Regions from separate parts of the Mus musculus genome. Here region 2 is linked to region 1. The links are chromatin contacts, called in public HiCAR-type maps. All regions are on one chromosome and are shown on one strand. The core of a region is the stretch at or near the end of the contact, and the rest is flanking DNA. Distances in the headings are between cores, read along the strand shown.

Region 1 (4,291 bases), core at 1,435-3,934:
AATAGGCCAGAAAATCCCATTTCTTATCTCAGATTCTCAATTTGCACAACTTTTATGCCTTCAGTTTTCCAATGTCTCTCTGGATTTCTTTTAGTAAATTGCTAATACTAGATAATATTTTCTTTTAATTATTTATTTTATTAATACTCATAAACACTTATTGTTTACGAGTATTAAAGTTTGCCAACATCTACCTCAACATGTAGGCATCAGAATAAAATGATCAGCGGGAACCACAGTAGAATATAATCACTGTGGAAATGTATTAACGTGGGCTTGTGAGGCTGATCTCAGGAAAAGTGTCTCAGCAAGCCTAATTTCCCTCTCTCACCCACAGAGCAGTAGGGGAGAAATGATTTTCAAGGGCTGTTTTCTGATTTCCATATCACACAGTGGGCATATCCATTCACCCATCCATAAACCATCAACCCCTAAACAAACAGATATTTTAAAAGCATTAACTTTTGCAGTTGTTTTCCTTTGCAAACACCAATATTTTTTACCACCAAATAACGGTATTGGTCAATTGTAGTAAACTGAACCCTAGCCTTGAACTTCACATTTGTTATCTATTGCTATTATGTAGTATCGTAACCTAAAATGTAGCAACACAATTTTCTGAATTTGAGTTCAAAGTATGTCACTTTGGAAAATGCTAGGATAGTAAACCCTCTTCTTCAGGGTCATATAATACTGCATGTCTATATTAGATCATCTAAAATGACATACGATGGATACTCAATAAATCCCACTGAAGATGTTTTCTTCCTTGACAGCTTAGCTTTAGAGAAGTTTATGAACCTTTATTCTCTCTTGTTTACTTCGGAACTTTTCTTTTTACATGTTAATTTTATTCTGAAAAAAACAACTGCTCTATATAGTATTTCTTCATAATGGATCACAGCATGAAGAGCAATTCTGATACAGTAATACTCAGAATTTCAACACTGGCGCAAGACAAATAACAATAGATAACAAACTGTCATACCATGCTGGTATGTTTGAGACAGATCTGTCCTGTCCACCTGTGCCACCCAAGAAACTGCATTACCACCAGAGGAAAACAAAGGCACGCTACATTTGTACAATAAAGTCTTTTCTAATGAAAGTTTTCTCTCAGGACCACAATTTTATTTCAAGCAAAGACATTTTTTCAGCAAGATTCCAATCTCTCTAAATTAACTTCACAGCCTAGAAGAGACTTGACAGAAGCCAAGTTAGAACACAGGGAGCCTGGGCTGTTGACCAGCTTGCATCTCCATCCACCTCTATGCCACAAACACGCCCCCATGTCTGGAGCTAGAGGAGAGTCCAACCACAGAGAAATCCTAGTCAATAAGAAAATTCCAGTCAATGAAGAATACTTAGGGGAACCCTTGTAATGCCGCAGTCTGCCTCCCCTTCCACATTAGAAAGCTCTCCCAGCTCCCCGCTTCTTAATCTCTGCCCCTCCTCCTGCCTGCTGGCCAGGGGCGATCTCTAGGGTTAGTCAGTCTGCACGTGACTCACGGTGCCCACATGACATGACCATGGGCGGGGGAGAAAGACCGAGGAGTGAAGCAGGGAAAAAGTTACTGAACACTACCGGTCAAAGCGTCCAAACCAATTTGTCCCTTTCCTTCCTCTCCCGTCAGTGATCCCTAGGGAACCGCTACGGACCAAGGTGTCTCCAGACTAGTTTTGGATATCCTGCAAGGGGTCTCCACTTGCCCCAATATTCAGAGCTTCTCCCATTCTCTCTAGCGACAGCTCTGCACCTCAAGTTGCTCCATCTTCCTTTCTTCCTCCTCCCTTGCTTTCCTCCTTCCCCGAAAGCTCTGTGTCCACTGTGGACATGCCATTGGCGCACATTCTATTTGGCCTAAAGCTCAGAGGAGGTCAGACAAGGCCAAGCATCTTCCAAAGGGGAGGGTCCAACTGGGCAAACTAAGTTGCCTGCTACAGTACCACCTGGCTTAGCCGGCCAGCCAGCCCCCCAGTCCCGGTCCCCCTAATGCTCCGAACACAGTTACCGTGCTCTCTGGACCCCACCCCGCGGTGGCGCAGCATACACCCATCCAACACCCGCGCCCACCCTGTTAATGCCATCCCCACGCCGGGGTCCCACCGCCAGGCAGAGCACCGAACAAGCTGCGCTCACCTTGCTTGACACACTTGAGCCGGAGGGGGTCCTTGCAGTGTTTGATCACGGCCAGAACGTCCCTGATGGTGAGCCCCGCCACGGGGGTCTCGTTCACCTCCAGCAGCAGCTCCTCGGACACCAACTTGCTGCCGCTTTCATAGGCCACCTTGCCCGGCTTCACCTCCCCCAGGTAGGGGAACTGTCCGTTTTCCGCGCCCCCCTTCAGTTCAAAGCCCAGCTGGCCCTCCGGGTTCCTGCCAATGACACTCTCGTGGACTTTGCTAGTCCAGTGGCTTTTCTTTTTCAAGCTTTTGGACATGGCAGTAGGGTGAGTCGCCTCAGTTCCAGAGGGTCCTTTGGGAAGGAGGGTCTGGGAGTCAAAATCGGGATGGAGGAGCAAGGGGGCCAAGGGAAGAGGGTGGCAGACTTTGCCTTTCTCTCCCTCTGCTCCGCGCTTTCCCTCTTCTTTGGATGGAGTGTGGCGGAGGAAGGGGGAGGATGAGAGGGACGGCTGGGCAGAGGTAGGAGAGCTTGGGTGAGGTTGTGCTGTCCCTTGAATGACACTCAAGGCTTTGGCCCCGCAGCGGAGGAAGCTGTGGTGGCGTTGGCGGCGTTAGCGGCGGTGGCGGCGGCCGAGCCAGCGCGAGCAGTGGCCGAGCTGGTGAGCGGGTGGCGTGGGGGTGGGGAGGAGGGTAGGGATGCCGGGGGCCACTCCTGCGTGCTGCGAGTGGGGAGCGCGCGCGCGCTCGCCGGCCTCTGTGTTGTTAGCCGATATCCATGGCAGCTGCAGTGGCAGCGGTAGGGAGCGCGTGTGTGTGCGCGTGTGCGCGTGTGTGCCTGTGTACTAGTTGTACTGTACTGGCAGGATGCAAGCGGGCGGCGGGGAGGGGGGAGCGTTGGGGGATGCGAGCCGAGGGAGGAGGCGCGCGCACCGAGTGGAGCGCCAGGGAGGGCTTCGCCGCCGTCTCCCTCCCTCCGCGGCTTGACCCGGTAGTGAAGGCGCTGGGAGAGGCAGGCCCCGGGCCGCCCTGCAGCCTGCGGGAGGAGGCGGGAGCCGGGAAGGAGGGGAGCGGAGGCCCGACATGGGCAGGCCGGTGAAGAGAGCCGGGATCCCTGGGTGGACCTGTCTTCAGCTTCCCTGTGAGCCGGGCTGCTAGCCTGCAGGACGCCCCGACTTGCCCACACCCCAACACTGGACAAAGCAGAAATCCGGGGAACCCGATGCCGAGCCTGGTGGCCCATCTACAGCACAGTCTTCTGGGGCTCCATCCTGCCACAAGGAAGCTGGAGTTCGGGGTCCCAGCATGGAACTGCAGAGGGCCTGGCAGGCGGAGCCCGTGGAGAGACTTCACTATTGGCTCGCTCCACTTTTTACAGTCTTTCATTCCTCGCAAAGTTCTCAGAAGTGCCCCTCCGATAGAGGAAAGTTAGAGGAAGGAGTCTGGTCGTCCTGGATGCAAGAATAAGGTGAAATAACATCTGCAGAGCAGGGCCATGTGTCCTCTTGGAAGAAACTGAAGAGGATTGAGTGGAGACAGGATAGAGGAGGGCACCTGCCCTAGTTGAAGAGTGGAGAGGGGCGGTGGGGTAGGTGTTAGGGAGATAAATGGAGTAAGAGCCTAGACATATAAATGGTGAGTGTAACCTGGACAGGAGTCAAGTTTTAGGTTAATCAGACAAACAAGTCTGCTACAGGAAAGAAAAGAAGGCTCTTGGTGGAGCGCTGTACCCCCATCTAGCTCCTTCCCCTTCTCCAAATTTAGAGCCAGGTGGAAAGCTAAGCAGGACACAGGGGGCTGAGGGCTGCTGACTTCTCCAGTCAAACCCTGAGTGGTGCTTTTTGAGTTTCCGTAGCTTACATTCCATTTGCTTAACTTTGAAATAATATGTTTCAGGCAAAAAGAAAAAAAAAAAAAGGAACCACTCACCCACTCATCTTTGTAAATCAGAGTATGGGAAGGAATTATCAGCAGTTAAGAGCTTTGATGTCTGGGATGTAGTGTGGGAGGAAAGCAAGGCGGTTCAAAAGGCTTAGCTGACCCAGACAGAAAAGAGGGGGTGTGTATCCTGGCTCTGGGGCTTTTCAGGAGTGCCACGTTTAGCAGGCTGTTCCACCTTTCTCTGGTTGTTTCCTTTTAAATAGGGGTAACAGTACTAGTGGGGCCTGGT
Region 2 (4,229 bases), core at 188-2,687, 2.2 Mb before region 1:
TCCAGGAAGAATGAGAGCCCCAGAACCCTTTCTAGAAAAGTATGTGTGCTCAGCGGTTTGCATCTGGGAAATAAAATAACGGGACTCAGATGCCTAAGAAATACGTTTTGCAGGTACTATTATGAATTTCCCCAGACAGTCTTAACTATGTGTCTTGCTTCAAAGTTTGTATTCGCAGAGAATTTACTTATGCCTAAATGAATAGACATCTACCAACCTGGGTACCTGTTGGAAAGCAAGGTTTTTTGTTCGTTTGTTTTTGTTTTTGTTTTTCTAGATTAGCTGGAAGCATCTATACATAGAGCTGACGAGGGACCAGAGCCCCGAGATGTGGGCTACCAAACCACTGGATAGTTATCAAGAAACCTCAACCCTGAACGATGCTAATGACTGTGATGCTAATGGCTCCACAATGTAATTAGACTCAGATTATTCCAATACAAGCTTCCACTCGGCTTTAATTTTCCTCCTTAATTGGAAACCCAACGCTTAAACACTATTAGTTTTGTGACCCAAACCCTTTTTCACTTCACTTGCCAAATTTGACGGGCGCGTTCACCTCCACCGACGCCTGGGGGTCGATGTCGTCCGACAGAATGGCCATCTCCTGCCGATCAGCATCATACTTGACCTGCAGGCTGTCCAGGCCGCGCGCCACGTGCTCCACGCCGCACACCGCCACCTGCACGCGGTCGCCATCCGGGTGCGCAAGGGGATCCAGGGGCCTCACGGCCAGGTGGCAAGGGAGCCGCGCCCTCAGTCGCCCAAACGGGCTCACCTGCAGCGTCCACTCCCTCAGAGCCCCACGCGCCAGGCCGGCCCCAGAGTCATCGGGCGCTGATCCCTGCCGCTGCGCCCCACTGGAGCCGCAAGTCCGAGCCCCGAGAGCTCCGACCAAGGCGCCCGCCCGCACTCGGGACGCGCAAGGAGGGAGGCGGCCGAACATGCTCTCCCTTGGAACGCTTCAGCCTTGGCTCGCTGGTCCCGGGACCACAAGAACCACGAGCTGCCTCGGGTCAGTCACGAAGGGGACAGCATGCACGGCTCCGCCAAGGAAGAACGAGCCAGGCCCCCAGCACAGTACTTAACGCCTTAAATCCCGGTAGGAAAGTTAAAACTTCAAAGAGCCTAGTTGAAACCCTGACCTGGACAAGTCACCTATTTCCGCCCCTTTGGCGGAGGCCATCGGGATATGTAGTTTTAAAGGAGCCAAACATCAAGGTGTTCTGGTAACTGTGAAACTACATATCCCAGGAGACAGTGCGCTGAATACACAGACTGACAGCCGATTGGTAGAGGAGCCCCCGCTCCCCCCTCGTTGCTTTCCCGTTGCTTCAAGCCCATTGGCCAAGAGAGCAGAGAAAGAAAAAAAGTTAATGTAACTGACCAATAGGAAGAGTAGAAGGGACGGGATAAACTCAGCTGTGGTTACTTTGGATACCAAGGACGCGACTCTTAGGAGAGGGTGAAGTTTTGAAGTGAGACCCCAGGGACCAAAACACACGGAGAAAAATAAGAGTTTAAACAAGGATCAGGACCAAAAGAAAGGGTAAGAAACAGCATGTTTATAGATGGGAATCAGATTCAAAGTTAGGAATACTTTCTTTAGGTAGTTAGAACCAAAGGTCACCAAACTAATGTGGATTCCCTGGGAATAGAGAATCCCCCTCACAAGAGACCTTAGCATGAGAGGACAGACACGTTCTGTTGCTTTCTCCCTTCTCTGTCCTTTAAGGGAACTCCCACTTAGGTAAAAAATACTAGATAGAAAAAGTGTTAGAAGCCAGGTATGGTGGCGCACGCCTTTAGTCCCAGCACTCAGGAGACAGAGGCAGGTGGATTTCTGAGTTCGAGGCCAGCCTGGTCTACAGAGTGAGTTCCAGGACAGCCTGGGCTATACAGAGAAACCCTGTCTCGAAAAAGAAAAAAGAAAAAAAAGGAAAAGAAAAAGTGTTAGAATTCTGGCTCTTTCTTAACTGTAAGTAGTAATCTTAGGCCAGTCATTGGATGCCTTTGGGTTTTACTATTTGCTTATAAAATGATGACACTATCTTCCTTGTCTTGTGTAGAAGTTTTTTTTTTCGTTTTTACCACATTTATCAAATGAAACAATGGACAACAAAGCAGTGCACAGTATACAAAACAAAGTATTTTAGGAATGGCATATGTCTACGTTGCTAAGAGATTTGGAGACATTTGAACTTGGTTAGAGGACAGTCTTGATCTCTTTCCCTGCAACTGGTCCTTGGCCTTAATGGTAAAATAAAATCTCTCTCTCTCTCTCTCTCTCTCTCTCTCTCTCTCTCTCTCTCTCTGGATCATAAGACTTGTTAGGGGATGTCAGAATTTTTTCCTGGTCCTGTTGTATTATCTATGGCACAAGAAATGTTTCTTCAGTTTTGATATAAGACAGACTGTGCTAAATAACTCTATAAGTTAACTCTTTTTTTTATTATTCAGTAGGCAGTAAAGATAATGGGAAATGGGGGGTGTGGACATTATTTCAGCCATATTTGCCTATTCTTCTCCCCATTCTACAAATAATTCCCTAAATTCCTTACATACAGATTTAACTAATTGCAAGTCCAGTGTGATGGTGTTCACTTGTAAGTTTTCAGAGTTTGGGAAGCTGAAGCAGAAAGATCTCAAATCTGAGGCCCACCTGGACTATATACGGAGAACGTTGTGACAAATAAAATACACAATAAGTAAATAAAATGATACCTTTAAAGATCAAAACTCTCAGCCAAATATGGGACCCCAATTCTTTGAACCTGAAGTGACAGATGGATAGATAGACTAGGCTAAAGTCCTCCCCAGCGTCCATGTTGTTCTCTTAGTGAAGACTATGGTAGTGGTGGTGGCAGTGACAGCCCTGCCCTGCTGTCAGCCATCTGAGAAGAAGGCCCCTATCCTTGAGGACCTCCACCAAGGTGAAACCTGTCCTTGACTTTGCTGGAAAAAAAATGTTGGGAGAAGCTAATGTGAAAGAGGGTTGATTTAAAATAGATTTTAAACAAGGGTTTAAGAGCACAGGGGTTGCTAGAGGTGACTGATCACACAGGGAGAGAAAGAGACACACCCAAGAGCACAGGTGTAAGCTCCCTTGAGCTTGCCCTAAGTGACTTAGCAGAAGTGCTCCAGAGTCACTCTTTTGCTGACTCTCATGTTATGCCTCAAAGGATTTCTCTAAGAAACTTCTTTAAAACCTTTCTCTTCTTCTTCTTTTTCAATAAGTGAGATTATAGGATTACTCTAGAGATGTCTTGGATTGGGTTACAGTCCTAAAATAAAACTGTGTGTCACAAGAATTGTAAAAGGGAATTAAAACATGTCCTTTACTAGAAGTAGGGTTTTGGGTAAGATTTCTAGAAAACTGTTGGTTTATAGCTGAGAAAGAAGAAAGAACACATATATTTAGGCCTTACATGTGATCCATTGCTCCTTCAACAATGTAACTTGAAAGTATCACTATGTAAGAGACTGGTGATCCTCATCGATAATGTTGACAGCTGTGTTAGAACTCTTCATCTTCAGCTGGTGAGACACACTGGTCAGGCTCTGGAATGAGGGCTCCTTTTATTCCCAGTTCTCCATCATGTTCCCGTGTTTCTCTCCTGCCTCAGTAGGCTATAAGATAGACTTTATGATAAGCAAGTGCTCACTCAGTGAGTAGCGCCATTGGCTTTGTGTCCCATGTGGACGTACGTACTCAGACGAGCCTTCAAGTTATCTTTTTTAAATGAAAACCCAAGAGTCATACTTTGACATTTGAAAGAGGCACAAGCAAGTTGAAACTGCGCTCTGATTTGCTGTGGACGTGCTGCATATATTTGGGCCGAATATGCATCCTTAATAAATCATCCTGTTCCTATAGTCACTTTTCCTTTTCTGAGGAAAAATAACTTAATAGAACTGACAACTGAGCCATCATGATATCTGTGACACGGTCATTATTTCATTACTTTCAAGCAAAGGAACTAAAACGTACTGAAAGACTACCTTCCTGCTTTTATGAGGGTGGAACCCGAGAATCTGGTAGAGATTAAGAGTGACGTAAGATATTAGTTACCAATGCCTAACAAGCTAGTCAGTATCAAACTTGTCTACCTGTAAAAGTGAGTGATATAGTTTTCAAAGTATGTTCCCGTGTACCATCTCACGGTTTTCTCACAAAAAGCTATTAAGAAGGATAGTTATTCTTCTCCCTGCATGACAGCTGAAGAAAC

The links. HiCAR-type assays count read pairs that join an accessible place to other places.
Region 2: a contact with region 1 is called in a HiCAR-type map of astrocytes, with 4 times the contacts expected there. The contact joins the promoter of Ccdc146 here to the promoter of Magi2 in region 1.

What each region holds. Positions count from the first base shown.
Region 1 is chr5:19,225,439-19,229,729 of GRCm38.p6, reverse strand. It overlaps Magi2 (membrane associated guanylate kinase, WW and PDZ domain containing 2), which reads right to left and starts at 2,684. Exons shown (of 23, transcript NM_001170746.1): 1 at 2,141-2,684. The coding sequence starts at 2,441. 4921504A21Rik (RIKEN cDNA 4921504A21 gene) reads left to right here and starts at 3,175. Exons shown (of 3, transcript NR_102342.1): 1 at 3,175-3,589.
Region 2 is chr5:21,421,885-21,426,113 of GRCm38.p6, reverse strand. Ccdc146 (coiled-coil domain containing 146) reads left to right here and starts at 1,437. Exons shown (of 19, transcript NM_029195.1): 1 at 1,437-1,549. It overlaps Fam185a (family with sequence similarity 185, member A), which reads right to left and starts at 1,211. Exons shown (of 8, transcript NM_177869.4): 1 at 538-1,211. The coding sequence starts at 946.